2 separate regions of the Mus musculus genome follow, and region 1 is linked to region 2. Evidence: chromatin contacts called from public Hi-C data. All regions are on one chromosome and are shown on one strand. The core of a region is the stretch at or near the end of the contact, and the rest is flanking DNA. Distances in the headings are between cores, read along the strand shown. Region 1 overlaps Angpt1 (angiopoietin 1). Region 2 holds the start of Angpt1 (angiopoietin 1).

Evidence for each region. Hi-C and Micro-C count contacts between places; a contact is called where the count stands out from the background.
Region 1: a contact with region 2 is called in a Hi-C map of granulocyte-monocyte progenitors, with 4 times the contacts expected there. The contact joins the enhancer-like site here to the promoter of Angpt1 in region 2. A contact is called at or near these places in 11 of 39 promoter capture datasets (the 3T3-L1 cell line, the C10 cell line, the HPC-7 cell line and 6 more), 3 of 15 datasets of contacts at CTCF or cohesin (the NIH/3T3 cell line, large pre-B cells and pro-B cells), 15 of 484 Hi-C or Micro-C datasets (the 3T3-L1 cell line, the G1E-ER4 cell line, the HPC-5 cell line and 11 more), 7 of 115 datasets of contacts at active chromatin or transcription factors (the SCID.adh cell line, bone marrow-derived macrophages, cardiomyocytes and 4 more) and 3 of 9 other capture datasets (embryonic stem cells, liver and pancreatic islet).

Annotation. Positions count from the first base shown.
Region 1 is chr15:42,462,511-42,465,210 of GRCm38.p6, forward strand. All of the region lies in intron 6 of Angpt1 (angiopoietin 1), which reads right to left. Among named protein-coding and RNA genes, the nearest start is that of Gm41313, 200 kb to the right of the region's middle. Within about 2 kb of position 1,336, at least 25 of the 459 cell types and tissues checked have an H3K27ac peak or open chromatin away from gene starts, as enhancers often do. A contact at or near this core is called in the G1E-ER4 cell line, the HPC-5 cell line, LSK cells and 4 more, where this site is marked.
Region 2 is chr15:42,675,600-42,678,299 of GRCm38.p6, forward strand. Angpt1 (angiopoietin 1) reads right to left here and starts at 1,378. Exons shown (of 9, transcript NM_009640.4): 1 at 566-1,378. The coding sequence starts at 862.

The DNA.
Region 1 (2,700 bases), core at 86-2,585, 210 kb before region 2:
CCTTACTTTTTGAGACAGGATCTCTTACTGAATGAGAGCCCATCGGATAGCATGGCTGGCCTCCTGGCTCAGTCTTCCAGTAATGGGATTACAAGTGTTGGACACAATATATAGTTTTTATGTGGGTTCTGGGGTTTTAATCCAGGTCCTCATTTTTGCTTCCCTAAGACTCTCAGGCCACACTTGCTGAAAGCTACTCAGTAGTAGAAAATATCTGTAAATTTTAGGATGTGCTAAAGACTTTACAGCATCTCACAGGAGCAAGTGCTACATTCTACGAAATCCAAAGTTTTCCTTTCACAAGGCATGCACAGCATCAAAAGTTATAGGGAGCCGAAACTCGGAGTTAAAACTCTTCAACTGCACCAATTGTTTGAAAGACAAGGAGGACCGCTGGGATTTCCCTTGTAGTTTTCAGTTCAGACAAGCCAGAGCTGTCCCTACAGCCACTTGACAAGTCCTTTTGCTATGAAGCATTGAAACAAAGAATCAGCAACCATATTAAATGTGAGCAGAGAGGCTGGGAATGATGAAGTGTTAAGTCTTAGGTCACATATTTCCATGCTGTTGAAAGTGTTGTGTGGATAAACTCCCAGCTTCCCCAGGGGAAAGAGCATCGATCCCGGGTGAACCTCAAAAAAAAAAAAAAATGGACAAACATGAGAGCCATTCCTACAAAAAAGAAAGCCCCTGCTCCTGCTCTCAGCATGTAGTTCTGAAGGAATTCCTAAAAATTTAAACATTTCTTGCTAAACAGTTGGCTTTGTAAACTTATTTTTTTTCCTTTCAGGAGGAAGCAACTGAAGAGAAAAACACTGCAAGTTGCCTTTGGAAACCAAATTTTAATTTCATGCACCTCACCTAGAAAACTTTCTAAATGAGCAGTTTGACTACAAGGAAGCAATATGGATATTGGAGAAGTAGGGGGAGGGAGAAAACCATCTAATGGCCACGTGTGATGAAGCAGAAACAACTGCTTCCTCAATAAGTTGACAGATAGGCCAAAAGGGGGAAATGGAAGTGGGTTCCCACATTAGTAAACTGTTGGGTAGTTTATCAGACACCACCACATATCTGATGTGGGGAACAACGGCTTGGCTTGGATTAAGTAACCAGTCCCCTTATCTCCGCTACACTTGAATACTCACTTTGACATACAGTTTCAGTGGGACTTTCTGCTTCAATTAAGAGACTCAGTTTCCCCATGTGCAAATCAGCGGTTAAGTGTTCAGTGTTATAAAAATGACAACTATCTGAGATGCTTGAGTGTTCATACAGGAGCAGCACTTAAGGAAAACCTACTGAGAGGATCTGTCACAGTACACAGTCACTCTCTGCTTCCTGCTTTTCTTCTGTAAGATGACAAGTTATTTGAGGGCACAGGTATCCTCCTACTCTGTATGATCTAATTATCCAAGGGCCTTACTTGGCTGAAATGTAATGTGTGTACATCAATAGCTTTCTTCAACCAGTTTTTAGACATGAATGTGTTATGATAACCTGAGCATTGCTTAGAGGAACAAATGTTATTTTAACCCAAAAACTTAATTAAGAAATGAAAACTTAAAGCCAACTGTTTGTACAAATGAAGACGCTGACCACTCCCTCCTCAGTCTTTGCTGCTTGCCTGTGAAGAATTCCCAGAGTGTTCCCTTCAAACTGAACCTTCTGCAAAGCTGATTAGCTGATTTGGTGATAATGGAGTTTGCAATGCTGGAGGTCCAGGGCCTAATTACAATTTATCTTGAAGCCATCTTTAGCTCCCCAGATGGATTTTTCTTTGCTCATTTCAGTGTCATCTAATGTCCTATAACTAACAGGTAAAAACATCTTGGAATCCATAAACTGACAAAATCCTAGTTTCCACCAATGAAAGAAATGGCTACCGATGCAGACAGCACCTCAGGTCTACAGCAGACTTCTCCTATTTTGCTCTAATCCTGCTCACTGATGTTTCCACTAATGCATGTTTGATATGTCTTGACTTACGAACCTCTTTCTTCTGTTACTATAGAAAACTTTGAAACATTGCTTCCATGATGGAACATAGAATTAGGGTAACCTAAGTCTGTGGATCCCAAGCCAAATAAACTGTCTCTAACCCCCTTTGAGGTCAGTGTTATGATTGAGCATCAACCTGTCTTAATGGGAAAGTACCTGTCTCCTTTTTCCTCTTCTTTGACCCTATTTCTCTCTTTCTCTTTCTATATAGCTTAAATGCTTTAGGATCTAGCAAAGAAAATTTTAAGTTCTTATACCCACATCAATAACTAATCATTAATAATTCTGATGGCTCCTTTTACTTGGAAATGAGTACTAGACAGAGCTGTGCGCTATTTATGAACAGAGATGACTTACACACACACACACACACACATACACACACACACACACACACACACATATGATTGTGAATGTCTGCAGTGGGCCTGAAAAGCAGTATATTCAAAAAGTTCCATAGATAAGTTCGCTATGCAATAATGGTGAAGATTCATATGAATGTGACATTAAAAAACTATGTACAAATTAGGAAAAATATAATAATCAGGTAAAATTATCTAAATGAAGGAGGCAGGACATCATATATTAATAATGGTCTCCATACCAGGAGACACTTTTGAGTATGGGACTGATACAAAGAATTCAAATTGTTCATAAAATATAGTAATGAATAGCTCAAAAGCATTTTTAATTATTTTT
Region 2 (2,700 bases), core at 128-2,627:
CAGATGTCAGTCCTCATATACCACTTGTGAAGTTAAGTTCCTTTAACTTACAAATACAATCTTTCTAAACGAAGACAATATGGGTACTTTATACTTATTCTCATTGCATACTTTTATTAAAAGTTGGTGGGGGTAAGCATTTTATGAAGATTTCCCATGGCAACTCACAAAACTCCTTGCTGTACATTCCATTTGAACCTCTGTTAATATCACCATTATGATTTCCTTTTACACCACCTTGTCCAAGAAGTGCGCGCTTACTTTTTCAAAGTTGGGCTTTGACAGTCAAAATGCCTAAGATAAACTTTAAAAAACAACAGGGTTGGCATAAAATTTGCTAATGTTAGACGCACATTTAGGAAGCTACAGGATCAGAGGTTCCCACAAGCCCAGGACCCTTGGCTTACCCAGGAAGTTGAGTCCAGAGAGGGAGCCTTTTTTCTTTTGCAAACACTGCCCCCCGGAGCAAAAGGTAAACACAAATGCCCCCTACGGAACTCTGAGCTCCCTGCAGAGAGGGAAGGGAAAAGCTCAGAGCAATTAGAAACCGAAAGCGATCACTTACTTTTTGCAGCCACTGAGTATAATTTTCCATCACATGCTCCAGATGCTGAAGTTTCTGGGAAGAGAAATCCGGCTCCACGTGTGGAGCATCCCTTTGCAGAGCGTTGGTGTTGTACTGCTCTGTCGCACTCTCACGGCAGTTCCCGTCGTGTTCTGGAAGAATGAAAGTGTAGGCACATTGCCCATGTTGAATCCGGTTATATCTTCTCCCTCCGTTTTCTGGATTTCGGCGCTGGTTGCTGCACCCTATGTGAGTCAGAATGGCAGCGAAGAATGCAAAGGAAAGGAAAACTGTCATTGTACTGCCAGCGCTTGCCTTCCGTGCCTCCTGCAAAGCTTGCTCTTCTCTTCTGACCTTTAAACTAGTTCTTTATTTCAGGTAAAACTGCTTGTTTGACTCTTTCCCCGTTAAAGAAAGCGTTTGAAGAAGATCCACAGAAAACTAGCCATTTGTTAGCTTTGTTCTAAAAAAGCGTTACTTTAAAAAATTTTAACTGTAATGATAGTTTCCTTCGTTAAAACTTGAGATATTTATTGCAATAGTAGCTTAGATTTATTGTTTCCTCTCTGTGTAACCGTTCAGCGTGGAGCCTGCCCGCGTCAGCTGCGAGTACATATTCTAGCCCCTTTCCTCTACCCTATCTGCAGCAGATCTGCTATTTTCTCCCAGACCTCAGTGAGTTTTATTAAGGTTGCACATCCAAGCCAAGCTGGAAGCAGGCAGCCTTCACAAGATGACTTGACAGGAATGCATGAGTGTGCCCCTATGCTAAGGATTGCTGATGGCTTTGGGCGGCGGATCGGCTTACAAATTGGCTAGATGCGCATGACCTCGATCATGTATGGGCCTCCCGCCCCCTTCCGCAGACAATTGCCTTGAGTCCTTAGCAGATGCACGGAAAATCAATAAACAGAGCAGTCCACCTTAATAGGTTCGGGTGTGCTTGCTGACCTACTAACATCTAAGCAAGCTAGAAGTATGTTTTCAAAGTTATTGTTTAATTGAGGAACCCTAATTTGGCACAATCTCCAATGGATTTTTTTATAATTGTATAAAATTATTAAATTTAAAAAATTACTCCAGAAAAGACATTTAAAAACTATTTTTAGAAATGGCATTCTCCCCTTTGTATTTACATAGGCTTTAAGGAGAATAAAAGAATCAAAGGATCAAATTATCAAGGAAATTACCATAATTTGTCACTCAAAGCAACATATCATGTGCATACTAAGTAGTATTTTGAAAGCACCTTTTGGGATATGGATTTTAAATGACGCTGGTTTCTTGGTCAGAACGCAGCTGTTCACATTCTCTGAGTATAAATTGAGCAACTTCCCTACAACAACAATGTGGTTACAGTTTAAGACAGTGGCCTGAGAATTATTAATTCCTGTGGTACATGCTAATCATATATTTCACAAGAACCTCTGGCATTGCTATGGCTGCCTTTAACACTGGTATGGAAATTCCACACACATCCTTTGTGGCTACAGAGTCAAACCATCTGAGAACAAGCGTGTATCAGGTGTGCCAATGGCTTACACAAGCGAAACCTCTGCGATTTTTATTAAGAAAGAAAGCCATATGATCCGAAGGTGCTTTCCTAAGTACAGAATATAAATATTTGAATAAAGGTACAGTCAAGTGCAAAGACCAGGAGATGATTACAGAATTTAGGGTGGAATCAGGATACTGGATGTGTGTACATGCAGGATTTTCATTAGGAACTTCGTGGGCTTTGGAAGTGAAAGAGCCTCTGCTCTCAGGCATGTATACAAACAGAAGCCACAGCATGACTCTTGAGTCCTGGAATGGGGGCAGAGCAGTGGGTAAGGGCAGTGGTGGCTACAGATGCATCTTTAGGAAGGAAAGCAGAGGTCAAAACTGACTCCAGAGAGGAGGTGGTTTGCTTACAGTAAACAAACAGTGATGAGATTCGTTGGTCCTTTCCACACCAAATAACAGGCTTCTGGGCAGATTGATACATTATGCCAAACATAGGAGCAAAGTTCTCTGACCCTGCAAGAGACTTGCCACATTACATATAAGAGTCATAGGAAAGGTTGCTCTTAGGCAGCGATAATGCCACTTGAGAGTTTGTTATTTATCACCTCACTTTAAGCACTCCTTATGTA